Regions from separate parts of the Mus musculus genome. Here regions 1, 3 and 4 are each linked to region 2. The links are chromatin contacts, called in public ChIA-PET, HiCAR-type and promoter capture Hi-C maps. All regions are on one chromosome and are shown on one strand. The core of a region is the stretch at or near the end of the contact, and the rest is flanking DNA. Distances in the headings are between cores, read along the strand shown.

What was found. Promoter capture Hi-C pulls out the DNA fragments that hold promoters and counts their contacts. ChIA-PET counts read pairs in DNA pulled down with a chosen protein or histone mark. HiCAR-type assays count read pairs that join an accessible place to other places.
Region 1: a contact with region 2 is called in an RNA polymerase II ChIA-PET map of memory CD8 T cells, with 20 read pairs. The contact joins the promoter of Nsmaf here to the promoter of Ubxn2b in region 2. A contact is called at or near these places in 7 of 39 promoter capture datasets (the C10 cell line, erythroid cells, fetal liver and 3 more), 1 of 484 Hi-C or Micro-C datasets (embryonic stem cells), 6 of 115 datasets of contacts at active chromatin or transcription factors (bone marrow-derived macrophages, effector CD8 T cells, fetal liver and 3 more) and 3 of 9 other capture datasets (adipose tissue, liver and macrophages).
Region 3: a promoter capture Hi-C map of hippocampal neurons shows a contact between it and region 2, with 4 times the contacts expected there. The contact joins the enhancer-like site here to the promoter of Ubxn2b in region 2. A contact is called at or near these places in 11 of 39 promoter capture datasets (the 3T3-L1 cell line, 3T3-L1-derived adipocytes, cranial neural crest and 6 more), 2 of 484 Hi-C or Micro-C datasets (LSK cells and embryonic stem cells) and 3 of 115 datasets of contacts at active chromatin or transcription factors (astrocytes, embryonic stem cells and forebrain).
Region 4: a contact with region 2 is called in a HiCAR-type map of astrocytes, with 2.9 times the contacts expected there. The contact joins the enhancer-like site here to the promoter of Ubxn2b in region 2. A contact is called at or near these places in 11 of 39 promoter capture datasets (the 3T3-L1 cell line, 3T3-L1-derived adipocytes, cranial neural crest and 6 more), 2 of 484 Hi-C or Micro-C datasets (cerebral cortex and cortical neurons) and 5 of 115 datasets of contacts at active chromatin or transcription factors (astrocytes, bone marrow-derived macrophages, cardiomyocytes and 2 more).

What each region holds. Positions count from the first base shown.
Region 1 is chr4:6,452,200-6,457,471 of GRCm38.p6, reverse strand. It overlaps Nsmaf (neutral sphingomyelinase (N-SMase) activation associated factor), which reads left to right and starts at 3,201. Exons shown (of 31, transcript NM_010945.2): 1 at 3,201-3,487. The coding sequence starts at 3,429.
Region 2 is chr4:6,189,053-6,194,022 of GRCm38.p6, reverse strand. Ubxn2b (UBX domain protein 2B) reads right to left here and starts at 2,918. Exons shown (of 8, transcript NM_026534.2): 1 at 2,810-2,918. The coding sequence starts at 2,893.
Region 3 is chr4:5,790,557-5,795,426 of GRCm38.p6, reverse strand. All of the region lies in intron 2 of Fam110b (family with sequence similarity 110, member B), which reads right to left. Among named protein-coding and RNA genes, the nearest start is that of Gm24337, 110 kb to the right of the region's middle. Within about 2 kb of position 1,281, at least 91 of the 459 cell types and tissues checked have an H3K27ac peak or open chromatin away from gene starts, as enhancers often do. A contact at or near this core is called in astrocytes, forebrain and hippocampal neurons, where this site is marked.
Region 4 is chr4:5,727,479-5,732,463 of GRCm38.p6, reverse strand. It overlaps Fam110b (family with sequence similarity 110, member B), which reads right to left. Exons shown (of 3, transcript NM_173426.3): 2 at 2,807-2,893. Among named protein-coding and RNA genes, the nearest start is that of Gm24337, 42 kb to the right of the region's middle. Within about 2 kb of position 3,638, at least 22 of the 459 cell types and tissues checked have an H3K27ac peak or open chromatin away from gene starts, as enhancers often do. A contact at or near this core is called in astrocytes, where this site is marked.

The sequences.
Region 1 (5,272 bases), core at 1,952-4,451, 260 kb before region 2:
ACTCCTTCAGTCCCAGCTTGCTCCTTCCTTCCAGTCTCCTGAGCATCTCCCACAGTGTCTCCCTCGAATCACTCCCTGCATCTCCTTTTATTCTTTTATTATTTCCAAGAATCCTCTCTTCCTGTCAGTGTCCCACTTCCTATTTCCTGCCTCAGCTCATTGGCCATAGGCTTTCTTATCGACAGGTGTTGCCTATGAGAGATTCTCTCTACACCCTCTGAATCAACTAAGCAAGGCCCATATCAGCTCCAAACACAGGGCCTACCTGGGTTTGCAATCATGTCCTCTGCGTATATATTGTAGCTATAAGCTTGGTATTTTTCTAGGCCTCTTGATTCTGAGAACAGAAGCATCTCTGACTTTTGTGCCTGTTCTTGGGACTTATTTCCTCCTGTTAGGTGGTTATGTCCAACTTTGAAATGATGATTTTTGCTTCATGTTATTATATTTTATTTGTCCTGTTTGGCTGTTATCTCTTAGTAGCTTGTTCTTTTCTAGTGAGAGACAGAAAGGGAATGGATGGGGGAACCTGGAGGAGTGGAGGGAGGGAAAACTTTAATCAGAATACACTGTATGGAAAAAATAATATATTTTAGTAAAATGAAAAAAAAAAAGTTACTATTCAGATGGGAAAAATCCAATACTGACAGAAGATAGATTGGCTAAGAGAATGACAGAAGAAAGCATAATTTCAGATTCTTGATTGCTGGGAAGAAACTTTGATAGAAACCAGAACATCTTTTATACACACACACACACACACACACACACACACACACAGAACACAGAACACAAGAGAAGAGAGGCCAGTGAGGTAGAGAGGTGTCAGGAAAGTGAGAGACTGCCAGCTCTCAGTTCTCTTAAATTCTTGTCCCTAACAAACTATTATAGCAGAAATCTCTCTCTTCAGAGCTAATGTTAAAGAAAGACCCTTTGAAAAATATTTCTCCCTTCTTTTTGTCCAAGAAACACCTAAAGTAGGAAGGACCACTTATAATCAGAAGTGCGCTGTTACAATAGGTGTGGGAGCTGAACTGAGCTCTGATGTGTGGAGGAGTAAATACTCTGAAGGGACAACTCAGGAAGGGCTCAGTGGCTCAGGAGAATTAGGAAAACAGAAAACTACAAAAGGCTGGTCAGGCAGCTTGTCTGCTAGCAGCAATTACAAAAGTTAGATTCTGTCTTCCCACACCCATTTCAAAAGAATGGCTTTCAGGACCTTGAAAGAGATACTTCTGAGCTGCAGGAGATGCATAAACATACCAAAGGAACAGAGGAGTGATTGGCAAATGTAAGCAGCTTGGGAGTGCTTTGTTGGTGGTGTGTGTGTTATAGGTGTGGAAATGAATTCATAGCTGTATGCTCCTGGGCTGTGTGCCCTTGGGAGACCAGGCATCAAAGCCAGGGCTTCTCACAGAACCCAGCACTCACTAGCCATGCTAGCCAGTTAGTTACTGCCTCAGACTCCCCAGTGTGTTGGGGTTACAGGCTGGACCTGATATGCTTCATTATTTTAATTGTTTTTTTCTCACATGGATGCCCGGATGCATATTCAGATCCCCGCCCACATGTGGCAGATACTTTGCTGGCAGCTATCTCCCCAGCCCCACACGAGTTCCAGCCTATGTAGACAGTAGTTGAGGACAGCAACAAGATCTCTTGGCAGCTTTGAACAGGTACTGAAAGGGGCTTAGGGCCATCCGGAGGAACCCTTAGAAATGATGCCAGAGCTTTAAGGCTCTTAATATGGAGAGGGAACGAGATGGAAGTCCCCCGTTTTTGTAAGCTAAGATCAAAGCTTGAGAGAACTCAGGACCTGGATAGAATTTGGCCAAGGAGAGACTCTGTCACTCTCCACCACTACCAGGACCACATCTTTCCTCAATGTTTAATGAAAAGAAAACTTAGATTCTGGTCTATTTTTTAATTACTTTATTCCAGCCAAATTAATTTCTCTCCTTTGAGTCCATAGCATCTACTATACTATTTGCCACACAGAAAATTTTCAGATGGTATCTTAGCCATTCTCATAATCTTATGTCATTGTGCACACATGCACACAAGCTCGTTCCCAAGGACCATTAGGGTAGTTACAGAGTCTGTGCAGCACTCGGATAAAAGGAAGAGATTCACTGACATAGGGTACTCAGGTCTCTTCAGTTATGACTTCCGATCTTCCCCCACATGCTGCCAGTGATGAAGGACAGCTAATTGTTGCCATTGTTGTGCTTTTTTTTCAACCCTGCAGAACTTGATTCTTAAGCCAACACTAGGAGTGTTTCAACACACACAACTTAGAGGCTTGTTATTTGAGAGTCCCTTAAAGGTAAGCAATATCCAGCGTATTCTCAGGGTATTGAGAAATCATAACCCCAATGAAATACGAGTCATAGTTGGCAGGACAGAATATAAAAGGTAAGTATTGTTGAAGGTAAGAACCTTTCTTTACTGCTAGTGGGAGTTAAATGGATACTTTGAAAGCACAGTAGCAGACTTTCAGAGTTCACAGATGGACTTATTAAAACAGTCTAGAAACTCCACCCTTTGATTTCGACTTCACTCAACAGAAATGAAAGCATTTACACACATAAACGGGTACGTGAATGCTTATAGCCAAAAGGTGGGAACACTGCTGTGCCTGGCAACTGTTGAATATATTAACAGGAATGCAGTGTGTGATACAATGGAATACACTTCCGTGATAAAAAGGAATAGAATGTTGACTTGTGCTATACCTCAGACGAACCTTGGAAGCATTGTGCTAAATGAAAGAAATCAGACACAAAGACCACATATTGTATGGATGTTTTTATTCTAGATGTCCAGGCTAGGCAAATTCACAGAGACAGAAAGTTAAGTACTGTTTTCTAGGGCAAAGGTTTGTGGAGATGCACCTAGGAGTAGTGATTGCTAAAAGGTAAAGGTTTCTTTTTGAGATAGTAAAAATATCCCATCACTGTGATAATAGTTGCAACCTAAATATGAATATTACTAAGAACCGCTACACCATACACGGGCGAAAAAAATAAAATAAAATCCCATCGATTATTTATTTCAAAGACTGAAATTTGGGACTAAACATCCAAAAACCTTGTTATTTCAAATCCCCGCCGCCAACGAACTGGGGGGCTCCCGGGCAGGTCTCAGGCTCACGTGGGAGGTATCCTCGCCGCAGCAGCGCTGCAGAGGTTAGTCGGGGCAGTGTAGGACGCGGCTCCCGCGGCCTCAGGTCACTGCGCGCCCCTCCTCCGGGCCTGAGTCACGGCGTCGCCCGAGTCCCCACGCGAGGATGCTGCGGTGAGCGCCGTCCGGACGCCGCGGGCCCTGGGGCGCAGCGTGGGGCTCCCGGCCGCCCGCCCGCCTGCCCGCCCGGTGCGGCCGCTCGGGACTGCTCGGGACAGTCGGCGGCCTGCGAGCCCTGGGCCTCCATGGCGTTCACCCGGAAGAGGCAGCGCGAGCAGCAGCTGCAGCTCTACTCCAAGGAGAGGTGCGCGGGGCGGGAGGCCGGGCCGGGCGGCAGCCGGGGACTCTCCTGCAGGCCGCGGCCGCCTCCGGGGCCGCAGAGCCGCGCGCGGGTGGGCCCGGCTGGCGGGGGCGCCTGGGGACGCGAAGGCAGGGCGGTCCCCGCGCCCGCCCGCCCGCCGTCCCACGCCGGCGTCTCCCCACCGACCCTCCGCGCCCTGCATGGGAGGCTGTTGGGGAAGCGCGTGCGGCGGGGCGGCCGCGGTCAGCCGCGGCCCAGGGAGGACGTGGGTAGAGCTCCGGCCTCCCTCAGATCCCGTCCCCGCACAGGAAAGCGCACTTCCGCCCCGTGGGTCCCTCCCAGGGCGGTTGGTTTTGTGACCCAGCTGTGGTTCCAGCGGGAACGCGGGCTACATTTTTGTTTGTTTGTTTTGAGATGCGGGTTTGTCTGTGGGAGCCGGGATCCGACGGTCACGTTGTTGCTGAGTGGATCCAGCGAAGCAGGCTATGCCAGGAAATGCAGGTGCAGCTTTTATTCTGGGTGCTCTGCGGAGGCTTCACCTGTAGCTATTGCTCAACCCGCCCTCTTCCCCAAGCCCCGCATCTCTCTCTAAGATGTAGTGGGCTGGCAGGGTGGTCCGCGCTGAAATTACCTTTCCACCTCCGGAATTTAAATGGAATTTCTTTGTCTGGCACCCGACGACTTGTTAAGACTTGTTGGTGCTCTGTGTTACATTGAAGAGCATTCAGATTAACATTTGAAATGTTTTAAACGCGTGGCCTGTCATGTTTCTAGGACTTAGTCATTTGTAACAATCCTGTGATAAACAGCGAAATCGGACAGGGGGTGTTTTGTCGTAGATTCTGACTTATTTTAATCGTCTTACGCTGCTCTGTAATGTTAGAGGAACTCGCTGCCCCGGTTATTTCCAGCAAATGCTGGTTTGTTTACATATTATGTACATATGTTCACAGTACTCCAAGGTAGGAGTGCTCCCAGCCCAAACATTTATCAGCTGCCAGCATCAACTCTTCCCTACACTCAGCACCAGCAGCTGATTTCTACTTCCTGATCACCCCAAATTTTTATTTTGAACGTAAACCAAGCAGATTCTTTATAAATCATAGAATCCATTTTTAAAAAGGGGAACTTTTAAAAGTTAACTTTGGAAAACCAACCTTACAGAGACCCAGATCTACCATTTCTGCCCACGCGTTTCTTGGCTTATCTTTTGGCAACATTGGCTTCAAATGGGCAACGTGTTTATAAAGGTGTCGGGTTTCAGCTATCTCAGGGTTTCGCTATCTCAGAGAACAGTTCTTTCCCAGAGCTTGAGGCTAGCTTCAGAGATAACCAGGGGCCTCTCTGCTGGGTGTACTCACAGAGGGTTTAGATTTCTACAGCTACCAAACACTGAACCCAGAGAAAGAGAAACTGAAGTTAGCTTGTGTCTCTGACTGCTGATTCAGCTGCAGTTAGAATACGGTACATTTTCCACATAAGTAGAAGCTCCTGCCTGGGAGATTCTGCCGCAGTGATGACAGAAGACTGGAGAAAAGTCGGTATATTCCAGATGTTTAGTGAGATAGAGATGAACAGCGCTGGTATTGTATATGGCATTTAAGAGGGCCGGAGAAAGAAACCGGCTGGAATTGTTAGGTACGATATGAGACTCGGTTAAATATTAATTCTAGATAATTTTTTAGCAAATGTCACATGTAGATTTGGGGACATATTTATACTAAAACCACAGTACAGACTAAATATATTGTTTATCTAAAATTCCACTTCCATCTGGACATCCTGTAC
Region 2 (4,970 bases), core at 1,669-4,168:
AGAACGTGGTCCAAGCATTATTTCCCGAGACTTGAACAAGTTCTTCAGAAGGAGTTGGCACCAGTCACAGATTATGACATGGGCCCACTCATGATTATTAAATCTTTATTTTTATTTTTTATTATTTTCTTCATTTACATTTCAAATGTTATCCCAAAAGTCCCCTATACGCCCCCCACCCCCGCCCTGCTCCCCTACCCACTCACTCCCACTTCTTGGCCCTGGCATTCCTCTGTACTGGGGCATATAAAGTTTGCTAGACCAAGGGGCCTCTCTTCCCAATGATGGCCAAGTAGGCCATCTTCTGCTACATATGCAGCTAGAGATACTCTTTAAAGTGTAGATTATTAGACACAGAGACTGAGCACTCCTGAGATTATATTATTTGAAATTAAATAAAGAAGATTAATTCAAGTACCAGATAAAAGTATAATGACAAAACCAGCGCTTCCTAAGTAAGAGACATTCTTGCTCCAATTCTTCCCAAGTCAAGGACTGATATTCTTTCCAGTCTGGAAGGTAACCTGAATCTAAGTCACTGTGAAGGGCAGAAACACAGCAAGAGAGAACTAGAAGGCTCAGCCTTATGCTACATTGTAGAAAACACAGTAAAGTTAACTGTACAGACTAGCCACACCTGGGAATCTGGGAAATACATAATGCTCAAGTCCCACTCTGTACCTATTAGATATGGGTATGAGCGCTAGTGTCTGCTTTATCAAGCCTTTCCAGGGACATTATTTCACTGAGAACCAGTGATCTAGATAGCCTCAGACAAGTTTACTCCTCCCCAAATGCTAATCTGGATGGAAACACGGAATTAAGAGCAGCAATCCTGTTGATATTATTCTGGAGGAACATTGGGAAATATGCAATTAAATACCTTAAACAACTTTAAACCCTATGACGAATTGCCTGGAGGACACTACACAACAGCCTTAGAAACAGTCCAGAAGTCACAACAGAGAGACACTTCAGGAGATAACTATATAGCCCTCTTCCTAAAACCCTCCTTCCTGATGTAGAGGCTGACAGACTATTCTGAATGGCAGCTGAGATAGATTTCTGTTCAGCTGGTCATTAATTCACTGGTTTTTATCTCCTACCTGATGCTGATCTCTGCATTCTCCAAGTTCATCTTCTGAACTGCCTTTGTTTTGTTTTGTTTTGTTTTGTTTTGTTTTTTGCTTTGTTTTATTTTGTTTTTTTGTTTTTTGTTTTTTGTTTTTTTTTTGGCATTCAGTGATGCTTCAAACTATGCTTAGTTCTCCAAACAGTTATGAAGGTGTCCAAAAGGTTATATGTGGTTAAAATAGAGACTGTTCAGGACAATTAAACCTAGATTATTCATAAAACAAAATAGAATTCCTGAATGAGGCAGCTTCTAGACCCAGAGCATGTTGGGAAAACTCCAAGTGACAATAAGATGTGACTTTATGAAAACTAGCAAGCCAGACACAGAAAATACACTGCCTCACTAGTGTGCTGTTTAGTTTTATGTCAACTTGACAAAGCCAGAGATATCAGGGAAAGGGGGGCTCGATGAAAAAAAAATGCCTTCATAAGGCTGTAGGCAAGTCTTTGGAGCATTTTCTTAATTAGTGATGGATGGTGGAGGGCCACACACACTATGGGTGGTGCCAAACCGGGGCTGTGAGCCCAGGGTCCTATAAGAAAGCAGGCTGAAGAAACCTTGGGGAGCAAACCAGTACGTAGCACCCTTCATAGCCTCTGCATCGGCTCCTGCCTCCATGTTCCTGCTCTGACGTCCTGTCTGATAAGGAACTGTGAGTGGAAGCATGAGTCTTTCCTCCCCAAGCTGCTTTGGTCATGGTGTTTCATCACAGTGACAATTACTCTAAGATAACGAGCTAACTGGCTCCGGGGTCACCGGAACCAACCAGTGCTCAATTAATACCATTAGAATTCTGCATTGGCTTGGTCTGTAAAGCTGCTTTACAAGCCTGTTTCAAATCTGAGACCTTTCACAAAATTTGATAGCACACAACAGTATCCACTACTACTTCTGGATTTGATGTCCTATTTGTATCCACATTTCCCAGAGCTTCAGCACAAAGTTAGAATGGCAAACGGTCAGTACGTCTGGTTACAGAATGAAGACCTGCTATAAAAATGCTCTGTCAAGGTTTGCGAATCCAGGCTCATTTATTCTGAACTATAACCCCTAATATATGTTTAATCGTTTGAGTTTTATCAATGATTTCATGAGGAGATAGAAAAAAAAGGCTAAAATGGACAAGCAGTATTAGCATCGGACAAGTGTTTAGCTAATGCCAGCATCCTAACATTGCTGAGTTTTATTTCTGTTAAGCTGTTTTGTGAACTCTTTCAAGCGAGCTGTGACCAAAGCCTGAACTGTTTTAAGCTCTCCCCTGCAAAACCGCAGGCTTTTGGAGAAGAAAGTGCTTTTAATGTATAAATCATCAAACGTGAAAAAGCATCCAGGAGAACAAACCAGCACGCGTCATTTTTAAAGTTACTTTTTTAGTGATGGCTGATTTATCACTGGCCACAGCAACTCCCCAAATGCAGGCAGCATCAGCTGGGAGGCACCCAGATGGCTCGGCAAAATGACATTTGCTTTGTGCATCCAGCGTGAAGGGAACCCCTGTACCGCCGCCTGAGGCTAGGGCACAGGATTCCACACGCACCCCTCCGCAATGCGCCTCCAGGAGAGACCCTCCAGTTCTCCGGAGACAGGCTCAGGTGAGGTACAAAGTGGCTCTGGCCCGCGCCCGCCATGCCCACGCCCTCTCGCCCGCCGCCGCCGCGCTCCATGCCTGCGCACCTGTAAGTCCCGCGCACTTGGGGGCCGTGGCCTGGAGGACCCACGCTCCTGCTCCTCCGGCTCCGCACGGCCACCCTCCGCCATCTTTCACCCGCTTGCGGCGCCTGCCCCGGACCGCGACTTCCGGGGTTGGTTGCTTAGCGACTGTGGAAGGGGCGGAGCCACTCCGTGACTCCCACTGCCTTGGAGAGGGGGCGGAGCCGTGCCGGGTTCGTGGTGTTCCTCCGGGCTCCTTTTCCCCCCACCAGCCGGTGCGCACTCGCTGTAGGGTTCCGGTCCGCAGGGCTCGCCAGTTTTTCAGTTTTTGAGATCTCTCTATAGTCACCATTCGACTCGCTGGGAGATGCTGTAGGTTGCCTTTAGAGCGCAGCGTTGTCTTCCAAGTTCATTTAACTCAACAATGCAATATCTTAGCAGATGAACAACTCCACCTTTCATTTCCCCTTATCTGTCATTTTCCCTTATCCAGGATTGGATGGTAAATTAGTCCTTCTGAGTGGATCCGTATTGAGGATAGGAAACACGGTAAAGCTTTTGGCAATGAGAATGGAGACTCTTAAGCCATCTTCTTTTCTGCTGGGATTGACTTAACTCTCATCTTAAGTCCCAGACACTTACACCTCCAAGAATTGCCTCCCAAGAAAAAAAAAAGAAGCCTTTATGAAATTTATAAGCTAGGAAGGGAAAGAAAGATATAAGCAGGTAACAGAGTACACTTTACTTTGCAAAGAGTATTTATTACTCGCGGACTGTATGTGAATGGAGAATACTCTCTTGGTGCCTGTTGTGTGTACCATGCTAGGTGGGAGCCTACAGCCTGCTGCCTTGGCTGTTCTTTGAGTTTCGAGCACTTAAAAAAAATAAACAAAAACAAAAACTTATGAGGTAGAGAAGATGAAACTGAGAGGTCTGCAACAGACCTTTTAGAATTAAATCCACATCTTAGCTACTTTTCTTGGTTGCCCCTGGTATGTAGATACAGCCACACAGGCTTTCAGGTTTCCCACGAAGACGCTAATCACATGATTGTTTTAAAAAAAATAAAATGTGTGTCCTTTTCTCCTGAAAATTTATTTAGTTCAGTTTTATTTTCAGCTTGAGACTCAGAAGGCAAAGGATAATGGTCCCTCTCCCCAGTTCAGTTAACTCAACAGTGCTCCACTCATATTGCTGAGTATGTAATGATGTACTTGAGCGAGGCAAATGATAATTAAACTAGAAACTAGCAGTACAAGTTACCAAACCTTGCATTGCTGTCTTGATACACATTCTGCCTTAAAAATTCCCATCATGTTTTTGACAAGAAATGACCTTTTAATGTTGGGCCTTGAAGGAGAAGAACTTTTCACAGTTGTTGGGCCAGGAAAGACCACAAGTAAAAAGTCACAGATAAGTTCTAAGACAGATAATGGAAACATCTTACACATGTCAGCAAAATACTACCTGGTTGTTTAGAAATGATTTTTTTTTTTAGAAGCGATTATGAGGTGGTCAGAAAGAGCCTTAGACTAGAGTTTTGGGCTAAGTTAGATTCTGATGTGTAAGCAGCCAGGCTTATTTACTGGGCCAAGGTCACCAGATGTGGCCTTGAGTAATGAAAATCAGTCCAACTGGAGAGACCACAGCAAGACTGAGACTGTGACAATTCTTTTCAATTTTTTTATTAGATATTTTCTTCATTTATATTTCAAATGCTATCCCGAAAGTCCCTTATACCCTCCCCCCACCCTGCTCCCCTACCCACCCACTCCCACTTTTTGGCCCTGCCATCCCCCTGTACTGGGGCATATAAAGTTTGCAAGACCAAGGGGCCTTCCTAGGCCATCTTCTGCTACTAGAAGAAGATGCAGCTAGAGACACAAGCTCTGGGGGTACTGGTTAGTTCATATTGTTGTTCCACCTATAGGGTTGCAGACCCCTTCAGCTCCTTGGGTACTTTCTCTAGCTCCTGCATTGGGGCCCCTGTGTTCCATCCAATAGATGACTATGAGCATCCACTTCTGTATTTGCTAGGCACTGGTATAGTCACCAGAGACAGCTATATCAGGGTCCTTTCATCAAAATCTTGCTGGCATATGCAATAGTATCTGCGTTTGGTGGCTGATTATGGAATGGATTCCCCTGGTGGGGCAGAATCCCATTTTTCAATAGGGTTATTTGA
Region 3 (4,870 bases), core at 32-2,531, 400 kb after region 2:
AGGATATTAACAGTCATACTTGATGCCTGCTATGTCCAGTAGCTGGACGTAATGTGGTGGTGTAGGTTGCTCTCACTTAATCCACGGCATCTGCTCCACTATTTCACATGGGGAGCTGTTGTCAGGGCACAGCTGTACAAGCCAGGAGAGATAATCTGAACTGTACGGTATAGATGATCCAGGAGGTGCCCCGGAGCTGTTATCTCAATGTCACAGACAAAGTAACCATGCAGTCCTCCAGGGAATGCTGTAGAGCACAAGACCCTGACATCTGGCACAGGCTCTCTAGTGTGGCTGGGATTAATCACAGCAGTGAGGCCAACTGCTGGGCTCGGACTGGGGAGCTGAGCTTTTTTTAGGGAAAGGAAAAATTGATCTCGCTCTCATAATGTTCCATAAATAAAAGCAACTATAAAGTCTTGCTTTGTTTTTCTTTCCCTTTGGTGGTGGGGACAGAATCCCAGGCTTGCTCATGCAGTAGCACAGCCTTTATCACTGGCCATACCCCAAGCAGGGCTTACTCTCAGACTCAGGGCGCATGGCTGAGGAGGCAGAACCTGACGGACAACCTGACAAAGGGAGAGACTTCCCCTCAGATCATGCTGGCTCCATTCTATACCTGAAGGATAAAAAGACCAGGATAAAGAACGATGGTTGAGTTATACAGCAAAATAGCTGGGTATATCAGGGCAGATGTAAGCTCCAAAGCTATTGTGGGTGTAAGTGCCATGATGTTTGATGGAGTTCTGGGCTGGATGGAGGCTTCCTGGTCACTGGCGCTGTACTAGTCTCAAGAATAATACATGAGAATGCCAAGTGGGATTCAGGAGATTTCCATGAAGGCCCACATTCTCCATTTCTTGTTAGATCCTAAGAGATGCTATTGTATTAGAGTAGCGAGGAGGGAGGAGAGGAGGCCCAAGTCTGGCTTCATGTGTAAACTACAGAACTCACATTACAACATCACAGGAATGGCTAAAGCCACCTCAGATTTTTAAAACAAGTGTTTTGCATCCTTCTAATTTCTTCTTTATCAGCCACTCATGGGGTTATTTAGGTAAAGCCCTGTCAAAATGATATGATATATTAGGGAACATTTAGAACCTTGAGGGGTTAGGGCCAGAAAATATCCTCTATGCACATAGTTCATCTGAAAATGTCCTCTAGTCAGTACTCCTGTAGCTAGGCAAGGCATGCCTAGCTCTGCTCCTGGGCAGCTGGGCTGCTGAGGGGAGAGTGCCCGACTTGAACAAGAAGCCCCAGTTCAGGGCTGCCCAGGAACACGTCTCTCTGTTGCTTAGGAGCAAATCCAGAATTCTGCATAACAGTCTGTCTCATGAAACTCTGTAAGCCAAGCCTGCTCGATTGAGTCGTTTCTTCTCCTTTACTCCATGCTTTTGGTAAATAAAAGAGGAGCACCCTCCAAACTGTAAGTAGGAAAGAAAGCCACTAGAGTCAGAGCACAGTCTGTGGGAACTGAACACACCCACAGAGGTTTCCAAGTGTGAAAGTGGGTCACTCTCCTGGGCACTGCGGCGGTGTAAGTCCGGGAGCAATGCTTCAAAGAGCATGCCTGGCTAATTCCACTCAAAGTCTGCGGAACAGCTCAGTCTTGATTTGCTTATGCATAGAAGCAAACATGTTGGTCTGGTGAGCTGGAAATGCCCTGCTCATTCAAGGGAGTACACAGCAGGCAAGTGCAGCTGCCGGGCCTCTGAACCAGGATTGCAGATCTAATTCTTTGGGTCTCTCCACCTCTGCGCACACATGATCCAGTGTGTGTGTTACTGAACTCTGCCATGTGGCCTCTGGTCTAGTGCCCCTGCTTTTACTTTACAGGTTGGCTCTGGCAAGGTTTGTCTCTTTCTTTCTTTCTTTCTTTCTTTCTTTCTTTCTTTCTTTCTTTCTTTCTTTCTTTCTTTCTTTCTTTCTTTCAACTTATGACTTTAAGCATAAAATTGCAACATGATTAGGAGCAATCCCAATATCTACATCCTAGAATTTTCTTTTCTGAAAACACAGTCATATCATTTTCATGCGCCCTTCTGAATCCTTTTCCAATGCAAGGAATGCACTCAAAGTGTGAGCACTCACTAAAGTATGCACTGTGTGCAGCCTAGTGATTTTTATCTAATGACTGGGCAGTTATGAGTAAGCTGTCAGGCAGAAAAGCCACAGACAATGCAGGGAAATTCAGGCCCATCTGCTGAAGAGTAGTTAAGTAATGTGGTGGGAATGTCGTCAGCCTAGCAACAACAGTCAACTAACTTGAAAGACACTGATGGCCAATGAGCATGACAGGGGACAAAGGGACAAGACTGCTAGTAGGAGAGACAGAAGGACATTGGATTTTATAGACAGCAATGAGAGGCCAGGAAGAGAAGTGAAGCTATAATAACATGGTCACAGTTTTACCTTTAAAACAAAAATTCCCTGCCAATTTGGGGCCAGGTTAAAGACTTGTTGTTAGGTTTCAAACCCAGGACAGGCTGAGGTGCATCTCTTGGTCCCATACTGCATCCTCCAGCAGAAGGGACTGGGCTGCTCTTCCCCCACAGTCTCTTCTCTATATAATCCAGATGTTTTTGGCTATTCACCCCTTTCGTACCTTTGGTCTCCTGGCTGCTGCACCTTCTACCCCTCTCTCCCCTCTTTCTTCACCTCTCCCTCTTCCCACATGGCTCAAGGTCATGTCCACTCTGAACTCTCGATGTCTCTGCCTGTGCTATGCTCTCCCACATATGTGTAATAAGCTTTTCTCCTCTGCCATACCTAGGAGCAGCCATGTCCATTTCCTTTCCTTTTCTTTGTCTATTAACTTACTAAACACAACTACAGAAGAAACAGCTGGAAAATGAAGTTGAAAACGCAGATGACTAATATCCACTTCAACTTTCAACAAGTTCTCTAAACTAAAACTGGAATGTTTTCCATGCTCAGCCTTCCACTGAAGCAGATTTTAATGTGCCTGTCTCCTGTCCCTGTCACAGGTCTTTTTCCCTTAATAGTCTCTTGTCCCACCCAGTTGGTTCTATCAAGGCTGAGTACAAAATTGTTCCAGTCTGTTTTCCTGTTACCATCTCCCAAAGAATACAGTGTAACTATTTACACAACATTTTCCTCTATCTGTCTGTATTACTTTTCTATTACTGTGACAAAATACTTGACAGAAACAATTTAGAAAGGGGAAAAGTTTTATCTTGGCTCTCAGTTTTTGAAGGTTTTAGTTCATTATATTGGGGGAGGCATGGTAGAGCAGCCTACCCAATCAGTGATGGGAGAAGCATATTATAGAGGCTGTTCACATGGCAACAGACCAGGAAGCAGAAAAGATGCTAGCACCAGGGCATGGGTATGACCCTCAAAGGCCTATCCATAGTGATCCACTTCAGTTAGTCAGGCCCAACCTCTTAAATGTCCTACAATTTACCCAAACAGCACTACTAGCTGAGGAACATATGTCAAAAAACCCAGTCCTGTGTGGGGCATGTGAGATTCCAAAGGTAACAGTGGCATTATGGATAATCTAGGGATTACTTCAGTATGTATAACCTGTGGTGGCAGGCTGCATGTACCTCAGGGTCACTGTTGATAGAGCTCAACACAAAATCATAAATTTGCTTAAAACATATTGAATTGTTCGAGATACTTGTGTAACTTGACTGTGCAGTTCTTGTGTAGTGAGTGAGCTTTGCAGGCAATAATGTAGTACCACACATCAAAAGGCTAGATATGGCTGGCAGGAGGATGAGTGTAAATTTTAGGCAAGTAATTCTTCCATCTTAGATAAAGTACTTGAGCATCCATAGATTCTGGGTTGTGAGGGATTTCCCAAACCATCTCCCTATGGAAACCTAGAGAGAGGCGAGGGGATGGAAGAGGAGGGCAGGGGAGGGGAGGGGAAGGAAGGGGAGAGAAATTGGGGAGATTTGGGGGAGCTTATTTGGATTTTTATCTGGGTTTTTCATAGGATTTATAAGAGTACACAGAGACTTTGTTACAGTTAGATTTAGGATGAGAAGATGACAATGTTCAAAGGTGTTTATGATGCACACTACAAGGAACCTCAAGGCAGATAGGACAGGCTGTGGATTCCAGGCTGACTTCTGAGAAACACACACACTGCATGCACTTTAACCGTCTTCCCCTGTACAGCAGTCTTGCCAGACACTATTATGGCAGCTTGGGAACCATTATGCTTGTTTACACATTTGCTTTCCTCCCCCAGGCTTCCAACCAACTCCTTCCTCTGTATATTTCACAGTTGGAAGTAATGAGGTCATCACAGACAATCACATTGAAAGTGTACTAAGGAATCAAGCTTCCTGGGTGGGGGGATTTAAAAGAGACAGTGTTATTCCTGGTGAAAAGTATTTACTCGTCTCAAGGAATAAGATTAGCCATGTTTTCACGTTTGCCCTTTTCTTTCCTTTCCTAGTACAAATGTACTTTTATACCATGGCAATAACTTTTAAGGAATGCAAATATAAGATGGGTGTGGTGGCACATGTTGTAATTCCAGCACTTGAGAGGTGAAGGAAGGGGGATTAAGCTTATCCTGAGCTCCACAGCTAGGACAAGGTTGGCCTTTGATGCATGAATACCTGGGGACTCTGGGGGTGGGGGCAAGAAAGAGAAAAGAAAGAACAAAAGAAACAAATGTGAAGGTGAAGATCAGAAGGAAAAGCAAAAATGGGACTGAAAGGTACCTGTGCACCAGAAAAGACTGAATGTGCCACTGTAACAGGATGAAAGGTATGGATGCACCAGGAGAGACCGAATGTGTTCACTGTAACAGGATGAAAGGTATGGATGCACCAGAAGAGACTGAATGTGACACTGTAACAGGATGAAAGGTATGGATGCACCA
Region 4 (4,985 bases), core at 2,389-4,888, 460 kb after region 2:
AATCTACCCACAGAAGTTTTGAAGACATTAACTTTTCAAAGAGAAACTAACTTTATTAGTTACTTAAGTTTGATTAAGATAGCAACTAAGTAAAAGCAAAGGGAACTATAAGTTTGTTTTCTGAAGCTGCATTCTCTAGAGGGCCTCTCATCTCAGTAAGTCGTACCCTCATCTCTTTTACAATGGCACAGGCCACATGTTCAGGGATTCTCTTGTTCTAGGATAATTAAACTAAACAGGCATTCGGGGAAAAGAGCACAGTAGGTTCATTTTGTTTTAATCATTTCATGCCTTCATTTCCCTTTTTAGTTTCTTTGAACAGGGAGCCATTTCAAGCACCTAGTGTCGACTCAAAAACAACATCATTCTAAGTACACTGTTGAGAGCACTGAAAAATGCTGGTGATGGAAATACATATGTAACTATAGGGATGATAACCTAGATAATGCACTAGCTTATATAGGAACTGAGGTTAAGGACCATCAGGGTATTAACCTATACAGTGCACAAGCTTAGATGGGAACAAAGGTTACGGGCCGGACCATCGAGATGCAAAAAGAAATTGGCAGATAAAAGCACATGGGCAAGAGTAAAACAAAAACACATACTTCTTACATTTCTTGCAGCACTTTAAAGAATGTTTCTATGTCATTTAGGAGAAAACTGCAAAAGATTACAAAAACAAATCTAAGTATTTTTACTCACTAACCTGACCCTATCAGAATTAACCAGGGCAAGGCTAAGAATTGGTATGGATAACCAGCTAATATGTAGATAAACCACACTGTTCAATCTTTCTAACCATCCAAACATAGGATCTGGATCAGTAGCTCTGATAAAGTGCCACATAATTACTTAGGCCCAGGAAGATACCCGACTGCCATCCCTGGATACCAAGAAGAGAACCTCCTGTCTTGTGTTAATACTGTACCAAATACTTTCCTCACCTTCCTATGTCTAGACATCTTACCAATATCTCTATTGACTCCTGTTATTCCCATTTGGCATTTGGGATAAGATGGTAGACAGACAAAAGTGAATAGAGCAATCCATCTGCTTGGTCCGAGAACGGGAGAGCTGAGGTCTCTTCCTGTTCCACAGATCTCCCTGGGTATTTTTTCGTCTCTAGGGATGCAAGCACAATTGTTCCTAGCAGGTACCTGTTGATCATATACATCATGTAGGCACATATGTGAACAGGAGTGCAAGGATCATGGCAGGTGTTGAAACGTCATGGTTTGTGCCAAACCTTTCAGGCTTATCACCGTGTCTCAGGAGACCCCCTCAGTAATGGATTTACTAGGATGGCTACACACCTTAGAACACTGGATCTCCAATGCCGTGGTGACTGCCCCCCCCCAAATAAAATTATATTCATTGCTACTTCATAACTGTAATTTTGCTACTGTTATGAATCATAGTGTAAATATCTAGCTCTTCTAACGGTCTTAGGTGATCCCTGTCCTGTGAAAGGATTGTTTGACAACTCATGGGCTAATAAGCACTGCTGTTCTAGAACAGTGCAGAGTGGAGAATACAGGACCAGTTGGAAGCATTCCCTGCTAAATCCACCTGTGCTGAGGCACAGTTCTAGAACTCTAGCTCTACCAGGGTTAGAGAAAGAAGACAGTGAGTTTCGCTCAGCCAACCGAAGCCCTAGCTTCCACGTGAGAACCTACAGCTAAAATAATGGTGAATAAACTTCAGGGTGCAGTGTTGAGGGATGCCAGGGTCTTTCCCTAAAATCAGTCCCATGCTGTAGATTGCAGAATTCTACCTTGCTTAGGCCAATTCTTTGGCAGCAGAGTTAGACTGGGAGGTTCCTGAAGAAGTGATAACATCAGCCAAGCTTATCTTAAAGAATGCAATAGAAGTAGTCATAAAATGCATGGTGGACTATGTAAGTGATGCCATATCACATGTGCATGCTGGGAAGGGGCTGGAAGAAAGCTGTCCATCAAAGTGAAGGCCAGGTTCACCTGCTATGTGGTCAGAGGTTGTGGCCCTGATACTATGGAAGACCTTTCCCACTCCTTGTCTCACAGAACGTGTGACTCAACTAGAGAGAGATAGGGTTTTTCTATCCCGTCCCAACATTTTTGGTTGATAACATTGAGCTCTCTGTCCTTCTAGAAAGGGATCCATCTGCTTCCTATCCAGCCACTGTTTATCCCCTTCCTCAGTCTGCTCTTCCCTAAATGGGTTTGACGAGGAGAGGAGAAACAGAAAGATTTCTGTGTTGTCTCTGTTTGTGGAAGAGACCAGGAAGAAGACCTAGGAATGGATGGCTATGTATTCAAGCACCTTGAGGCCAGGTCTGCAGGTCTGGCTGATCTGAAACATCTATGTGGTCCTCTCTGTCTCAGTCCCTAGAGTGGAATTCAGCCCCTGTTCTCATCACTCCAATTCTCATGATGGCCATCAGCTCACCACATCAGCTCCCAGGACCCACATCCTCATCTCCTCCCCAATCTCAGAGTGTTTACTTCTCATTCAGGGGCAAAGAGGCTAATTTCTTAAGTTGTCTTCAAACTCGGGCACATAAGCAGAGCCTTCTGAATACCTGGGAGGTTAACGGTAAACATTCCTGTCCATAGCAAATGGCAATTATTAGCACATATACAGACAAGAAATGAGAAACCTTGGTGAGAGCATCTTGGTCATGGCTGGGCTTACTTATTTATTTAGTGTCTGAGAGCAAAATATTTAAGATCACAGGCTCTTTGTCTTAATAACAATGACACAGGTTTTAGACGCAATCAATATCTTCTGCTTAGAATGGATGAAAGCAAAGCCATATACTTACCTAAAAGGCAATGAGTATTTTATGGAATGCAGACAGAAGCCAAGGAAAACCTTCCTTGCTTAAAGCACTCTCTGAAGCAGGAGGTGTCTGAAACAAACAGGAAGAGAAGGTTGCTAGTGTTTTCTTATTTAGCAAAAATAGGGAGACCATTAAATGTATTCAGCAACAGAAAATGGTAATTCCATTAAAATTAGCTAATATATTTAAATACTAGGTAGCAGACACACAAGTAACACTAATGCATTCATTTTTGTGTATTTTATTTATAAGGTACTTCTACATTTCAACCCCTGCTTTACTTTGTTTTTAGAAAAGAATTTCACCCCAAGAACAAGTCTACAGAAAGACCAATGTGAAGTGCGATGAGCGAAGTCACATAAGCACAGTGTCAGCACTGGCTGCTGTAAGCACCCACAGAGCAGGAGACCCAGGCCCACCCAAGGGAAGACCTAGTAAGCATCAATCGGCAAGCTGGAGCAAAGATCCTGGTAGCCACCTGATGTTCCTGCTACAAGTAGCTCTTCCTTCCTTCCTTCATTTATTCATTCATTCAGCAAGTACTGACTGAGCATTTTCTGTGAGCCAACTACTGTTCAAGGCTCTAAGGGTTTAAGACAAAAATCTGTGATTTGTTGGAATTTACAATCCAGAGAAGAGTAATTGGGGAAGAAAAACAAAATAAAAAACAGATACCATCACTGTCCCGCTGACATGTGGGCACTGAGAAAAGCATAATGGGGTTATGGCTGAGAACCCTAGGGAAGCACAGTCCAGGCAGAGAGAAAAGCCAAGCTCCTAAGGCCAACTGGCCTGGCTGTGCAAGGAACCCAAAGGCCAAAGAGGGGGGGTGTGTGACTCAGCTCAGGGGTGACCAGGGCAAGTATGTGGCACACATAGGACGCCACACAAGGCAGAAGCTTGGAGAATGTTTACTTAGAAGGCAGGCTGGAAAGAAGCAATCAGATGTGCCAGGCCTAAGAAAAGCGTGGCTTCCCCAGGCCATCATGCCTGAGTGCTGCTGGCTACCCAGGCTAGCATTAAAGAGGAGCAGTCTTGCAGACTCAGCCAGTGGGGTGCTGTGACAGTTACAAATAGAGGCTACTCACTTCAAGGTTTGAAAAGGAAAGTACCCAAGCTGGTTAGGGAAAGCACTGTAAGAGGGGCTAGCAGGTTCCTTGGCTAAAGAATGAACACAATACCAACTTTTCATTTAGTGACCTTTACATACAGTAAGATATGGCAAAAATTCTTAGCCCTTGAAGTTATACTCCCTTCCCAATTCATCAAGACTTAAAAGACATCTAAATTTAAAGCATATGAAGCTTGCAGAACTACTTTCTAAACGTGCTGGAAAGGCAGATGCCGTGGTCATGGCAAGGTGCAGCAGAGAGCTATAGTCAAAGGCCAGGTTTTACAAGCAGATCTTTACTGAGTATCTCGAAAATAAAGGACAAATCATTTAATAATCAACTGGCACCCAAGACCAGAAAGAGAGTTTTATGGCAATGCAAACAAATCCAAAATTAATCATAATTAATCATTGAATTACTTAAAATATAACAGTCATCAAAGTGTTTTGTGATTCTTTCTAGGTGAATTTCAAATAAGTGGGTACATTATTAAGTCCACTGTGATACAGATTAACAATAAAAATATTTCCAGGCAGCAGCCTTACATGCATTCTGAGAAAAATCAACAGAGGAAGAGAGTAAATGATAGTTTATAGTTCTTAGGTGTCGAAAATAGAACATGACGATACTTCCAGCCTGAGTAGCAGATGTGTTGTATCAAGGAGAAAACTAGTAAGCTGTGGTCCAGGCTGCATCTTCAAGCCCATCTTCCACCTCCTTGCAACAAACTGGTTCCTCACTGGGATCACCTAACCAAGGCAGAGGTCTGCTTCTGCTCCCACTACTAGTTATTTAATGTCTGTCTTTCCAGGGAAGCACTTCTTAAAGGAAGGGTCAAGTCTTTCACTCACCCCCCCCCCGACCCCAAATTAAACCAAACTAACCAACCAAAAAAAAAAAAAAAAAAAGTAAACAGAGCCTAGCTTATGGTAAACATCTCTTATTGCAGAATAAAATAATGAAAGAAGAATAAATCTATTTAAATTTTTTTCAGATCCAGGCAATTTCAAAAGAGTCAACCCTGAAATAGTCATCAACTGCTAATGCCA